2 separate regions of the Sus scrofa genome follow, and region 1 is linked to region 2. The links are chromatin contacts, called in public Hi-C maps. All regions are on one chromosome and are shown on one strand. Each heading gives the region's core, a stretch centred on a gene start, on an enhancer-like site or on the middle of the called end of the contact. The rest is flanking DNA. Distances are from core to core; before and after follow the strand shown.

What was found. A called contact is a pair of places that touch in the nucleus more often than the background predicts.
Region 1: a Hi-C map of liver shows a contact between it and region 2, with 2.4 times the contacts expected there. The contact joins two enhancer-like sites. A contact is called at or near these places in 3 of 47 Hi-C or Micro-C datasets (epiblast stem cells and liver).

What each region holds. Positions count from the first base shown.
Region 1 is chr1:248,821,366-248,824,120 of Sscrofa11.1, forward strand. No RefSeq gene overlaps it. Among named protein-coding and RNA genes, the nearest start is that of KLF4, 210 kb to the left of the region's middle. Within about 2 kb of position 1,261, at least 35 of the 83 cell types and tissues checked have an H3K27ac peak or open chromatin away from gene starts, as enhancers often do. A contact at or near this core is called in liver, where this site is marked.
Region 2 is chr1:248,690,894-248,693,593 of Sscrofa11.1, forward strand. No RefSeq gene overlaps it. Among named protein-coding and RNA genes, the nearest start is that of KLF4, 83 kb to the left of the region's middle. Within about 2 kb of position 1,303, at least 25 of the 83 cell types and tissues checked have an H3K27ac peak or open chromatin away from gene starts, as enhancers often do. A contact at or near this core is called in liver, where this site is marked.

The DNA of each region.
Region 1 (2,755 bases), core at 11-2,510, 130 kb after region 2:
GAGCTGTAGCTCCAATGCGACTCCCAGCCTGGGAACCTCTATATGCCACATGTGCGGCCCTGAAAAGACAAAAAAACAAAACAAAACAAAACAAAAAACCAAAAAACAAAAAATAAAAAACAACCCAGAAGAGCAGCAGCCTGTGTCTCAGCCAGGTTGTGGGTGGCCTGAGGGGAAGGTGAGGATACATGGCTGGAGGCTCACTGGCTGGGGTGAACACCAGCTCTCTGCTGTCCGTGCCACCTTGGACTAGGCACTCCACTCCCCTGCCCTCTACCTTTATATGCCAAGAGGAAGGCACAGACTGGGATCAATGCCTTCAATGAACCTGGCTCCAGAACAATGGCACCAACGGTAACCAGAACTCACATTGTTGTCATAGAAAGCGGTTGCCTGTGTCATCGCGTCAGAATCTAGAACAAAATAGGTGACAGGTGAGGGTCTCTGAGTGCTAGAAAGCATCTCTGCAAGTTTTTTTTTATCGAGAAGATGCACCCATGGAAGTCATATGTGTTACTGAACCAAGGAAAACCATGCTGGGTCAGACAGGACGACCCTAGAGGAAAATAATGAACATCTTTCACGTCTTTGTTGAGAATCTTTGGTTGTTCTGGTCTCTGACTCAGCTTTTCCCCTGGAATCCTATTATACAAATATCTCTAGTAGGGTAAAATGGGTTAAAATGATTTCTGTATAAGCTGCTGAGGGATCCCAAAGAGGGAGAGATGAACTTGGTCTAGGGATGGGGCAGGAGGTTAGAAAAGGAGGGGATATTTACATTGGGTTTCAAAGGATGAATAGAAGTTTTCTGAGAAGAGAAGCGAGAAAAGCATTCATTATAAAGACAGTAACATGTGAAATCTTATTTAAAAGGTAGTGAATGGGTTCAACTTGACTGGGGTATAGGGAGAAATAGGGGGAGATAAAGCCTCAGAGGGTGAAGAGCTAGAAGTTGGGAAGGCTGAGAAGCCTGGACACTGTCCTTACAGTTCACAGGGGCCCTAGAGGGGTGAAGTAACTTTTTCTGCAGCAGGTTCAAGGCACCTTGAACCTTGCCCTTTTCACCCCCAACCCCATTTCCTTCCCTTTCCATCTTCCTGTCTCTCTGACAATGACTTCAAGCAGGGCTCAGCTGAGTAAGTGAATGTTCAGAAATCCTTCTCAGAAAACAAAAAACAGAAACAAAACAGAAACCTGAGGATTTCACTACTCAAAGCACGGAGGGAAGAGACAGGCCCAGGCAAGAACCCAGTTGTAGCAGGGCTGGGCGGGTCTGGCCAGCTGACCGGAGCTGTCTGGGCTCCTGCTGAGGAGAGCAGCCCTGGGCTCCCCTTAAGCTTTGCTTTTCCTTTTGGGGGGAGAGGGGGGTGGGTGGAGGGAAGGAATCTCAGAGAAAATATTTGTCACGAAAAGGAAATCTTGGCTGGCCCCAGAAATCGCAGATAATTAAGAGATATGATTTATCACGGGTGATGCTTCCCAGGCATGGCCAGAGTGTGAGTAAGTGTTTTTCAGGCTGCTTGGGAAGGCTCTGCCCACACGTCAGAGGCTTGGCTCTGCCGTCGCCAGGACACCAGCAGGGCCTGGGCAGAGGCTCTGGGTCTCCACAGTGACTGCTCCCTGCGAGCCAGCCCTGCCCTGCCAGGGAGGTGGGGAGGATGCTGGCTCCCAAGCAGGACAGACCCAGGGTGCATGCCAGCCTCTGATAGAGCATTCAGCATCACTCAGCTTCACTGGGCCTCGCTTTCCGCCTTCAGAGGATGAACACAGAGGATCTCACCCCCTGGGGACACGGCAATGTCTGGAGACATGTTTTGGCAGTCACAGGGGGCAGGGGCACCCCTGGCATCTGGTGGGGAGAAGCCAGGCACGGTGACCACGCTCCCATGTAGAGGACAGCCCCCAGCAACCAAGAGGGATACAGCCCTGAACATCATGCGTGTCGAGGCCGAGTCAAAGCAGATAGAGACCTCAGAGCTGGTGAGATGAAGGTAGTCACGTGTCCACATGGCCCGATGTGGTGCCCGCACTGGTTCCATGGCAGTTTAAGAAGTGGTAGCAAAAGTCATTTCTCTTGGAAGGCATGGGCCACCAGGCTGGGGTCGGTCTGCAGGAGAGACACCACGTGGCATGAAAAGGAGGCCAACCAGGGCCTTCCCTCCCTGGAACCCCTCCCTCCCTCCCTTCTTCCCTCATTTTCAGACGTGCCTATGAGGCACCAGGAAAACCAGGAACGTGGGCTTTAGTAGTGCACAGAACAAAAAGGTCCCTGTCCTCACAGAACTTTCCTTCTAGTGCATTTCCCACAAATGAAGACATGACACTGTATCAAGTGGTAAATAGTTCCTACAAAGAACAAGAATGCCTTGACTGGAAATTTTAGCTTTGGCGTTTTGTTGCTCCGTGTCCTGAAAATGACTCGGCGAGGCCTCTGATTTGTCCATCTCCTGCTTTGATTTCTCAGATCCCACCCATCCTTTCAGAAAAATAACAAGTTATTGTTGCAGAGGTCCCTGCATTTTCCAGCTGCGCTTTTGTAAGAAGCACTTTCCCCAAATAAAACAGTCGAGCAAATAAAAGCTATGTCAAGTGGTAAACAATAAAGAAGAAGAAAGCGTGGTGGAGGGTCTGGACAGTGTGGGTGGGGGGCTGTATGTGCCATGGCAGGAGGTGAGGGCAAGGCCCTCTGATAGGGTGGCCTTCTGATAGGGTGGCGTGTGAGCAGAGCGCTGGAGGAAGCCAGGGCGGGTGTCCA
Region 2 (2,700 bases), core at 53-2,552:
GTCAGACAAATCTGACAGGTTGAATAATGAATAGTATGTTGAATCATTCCTTCAGCAACTATAGATTGAGTGCCAGGCCTTGGTTGGGGGTCTGTGAATAAGAAGGAGTGGCTTCACCAGATAAGGAGGGCTCTTGGTGAAAGCACAGCTCGCACCACTGCCCAGAACCTTCCAGTAATCTCCCCTTGACACCTAGTGCTGCAGGAGGTATGGGCCTCCTGCAGGGGCCTCCTGCAGTTCCCACCCTGCTGTGACGGGCTCCCTCTTGGCAGAGGATGAGGTTTTCCTTGGCTTTGATTCCTCATTAATTACCCTCGAAGGTTAATTCTGTAAGTGCCAGTAATGACCAAGAGTTAACGTCTTTCTCTCTCTCCTGCCTTACTTCTTCAACTTTTTATTTCTTTAATGGGCCATCCAAGCTTGTTGGACTGTTTACCAAAGCAGGGTAGTTAGCGATGTAAATAAATGAATTTACCTTGTCAAGAGGATCTGGAGATAGAATTAAGGTGAGAGGAGTAATTTACAGGTGAATAATTACTTGGAAACCTCAGCAGGGAGACTGCTGGGGTTCTCTAATTATTTATCTTCTCCTAATTTTCTCTTTGAACTGCTCGCATGGGGATGTGTGGGGGTGGCCTGGGGGAGGCGGAGATGTTATTTTGGATTTCCCCTCTTGATTGTGAAATACTTTTGGGGCTGGGGGCGGGGAGGATGGGGTGTGTGTGGGGGGGTACAGGGGGCTCGGCCAGGATGCAGGGTTGCCCATCGAGTGCTTTGCCATTTGCAGGGCACACGCACACCTTCAGTTGGATTCTCTTGTGTGCTCTCTGAGGGGGATGGTATTGCGAGCCCCATTTATCGATGGAGAAACTGAGGTTCCTTCAGGTGAACTTAATCCCAAAAGCACCACAAGGAAGAGGTGGAGTATTTTGGCTCAGATGAGACCTCAAATTCTCGCTGGCCCTCCCACCTCAGGCCACACTAGGAACGTGGTCCGATGCTGCTCTCACCTGCCTGGCCACCTGCTCTGTGGCCCAGGCACCCCTGGCTGGCCGGGTCCCTCCCAGAGTTTGAAGCTCTATGGGGAACAACCTGCTCCGTCTTCCCTGTGGGCCGGTGGCCGCGCCCCTTCCTTACGCAGCTCATTTTCCATTTTAAGATTTCCTGTTTGAACTAAAGGGCAAAGATCTCGGCAGTATCAGCCTGGAGCCGGGCTTCTGTGTGTATAAAGGGGAGCCTCGGCCCCTGCCCTCTGTTTGTCCACTGGCCTTATCGACGGAGCCCAAGTCCCAAGTTCAGAGGTTCCAGTTCCTTCCCGATTTGCTGGGTAAAGTCCGGCCCTTCCGTGCAGGCAGCCAGGGCGGGTGGCCAGCCTGGAGCCAGCAGTCATTTACGGCCGGGCCATGCTTCCGTCCTGCTTGGAGGCCTCTGGCTGCAGGAGACAGGCAGACGGATAAATGGATGGATATGGGGATGTCTCTCTTTCCCCTCCTCCCCTCTGCCCTCTGCTGAAGGCTAACTCAGTGGGGCCCTGCTGGCCTGGGCAGCCGGCCGCCCTTGCAGCCTCCTTGGCCCTCGCTCACACACATAGTCCTGCACAAGCACTCACCCCCAGCCAACGCCAGGAGCTCCACGGCTGCTGCACTGCGTCCTTTCCCAGCGGGAGGCACTTAACTGGTGCCATTTTTATGAGGGATAATAAGAACAGCTTGCTAGTTCCAAGGTCCTTTCATCTCCTTGTCTCATCTGATCTGCGGGACAATCAGGAGTGGTCCAGATAGTTATCGCCTCCGTTTTACAGATGCGCAGTCGGAGCTCAGGATCAATGGCTTCATTCAATCCGATTTCTATTCAACAAGAGGTTCCAGGGAGCTCCCGCCTCCCAGGGGCTGGGGACCAGAGGAGACAGAGATGCAGGCCCTCTCCAGTTCTTCACAAGTCAGTGAACAAAATCGGTGGCTGCGAGGCAGGGTGAAACATGCCGGATGAAGCACCCTGGGGTGCTGTGAGAGCAAGGAATCAGGGTGTGGAGTAGGGGCTCAGGACATGCTTTCACAGGATTTGTTCAAGATGCCTGCGATGCCCAGCGAGGCCGGAGAAGGGCGTGGCTCTCAATGGTACTGATGGAACGTACTCCACCCACCGGAGTCTGGGTGCAAGTGATACACGAGGGTCCTTCTACATAGACTCCCACAGACTATAAATCTTTCCACTGGAATGTCAGCACCCCCCACCCCGCCGCTCAGCCCCCCACCCCAGAGGAGGGATTTCATCTGTTTTGTGAACTCTGCTTTATCTCCAGATCCTGAAGTAGAGCCTGGCTCAAGGCCCTCGATAAATATTTGCTATTGAATGAATAGACACACACACACGTACACTCAGTGTGTGCCAACCACTCTCTATCTCGGGACTATAGAATCTACAAGCTGAAGGCCTCTTCTAGAAGATGGCCAGCCGGGAGCAGAGCCAGAGCCCTGGACCTGACTCCGAGTCTTATCTGCTGCCCCCAAAGACCCTAGAGACCAGGTGTTGGTGTTGGAGCAGCCAAGTTCTGATCCCATGTGTGTCCTCCCACTTTGGGTGCCCTTACACTCCCCCTCCTGCACAATGAGAGGGTGGCATTGGCTTGGCCCTTCCTGCTCTCTTGTTTGGCGAGTCTGGGAATGGGCAAGTGGCCCTCGGCAGGAATTTCTCTGAGCT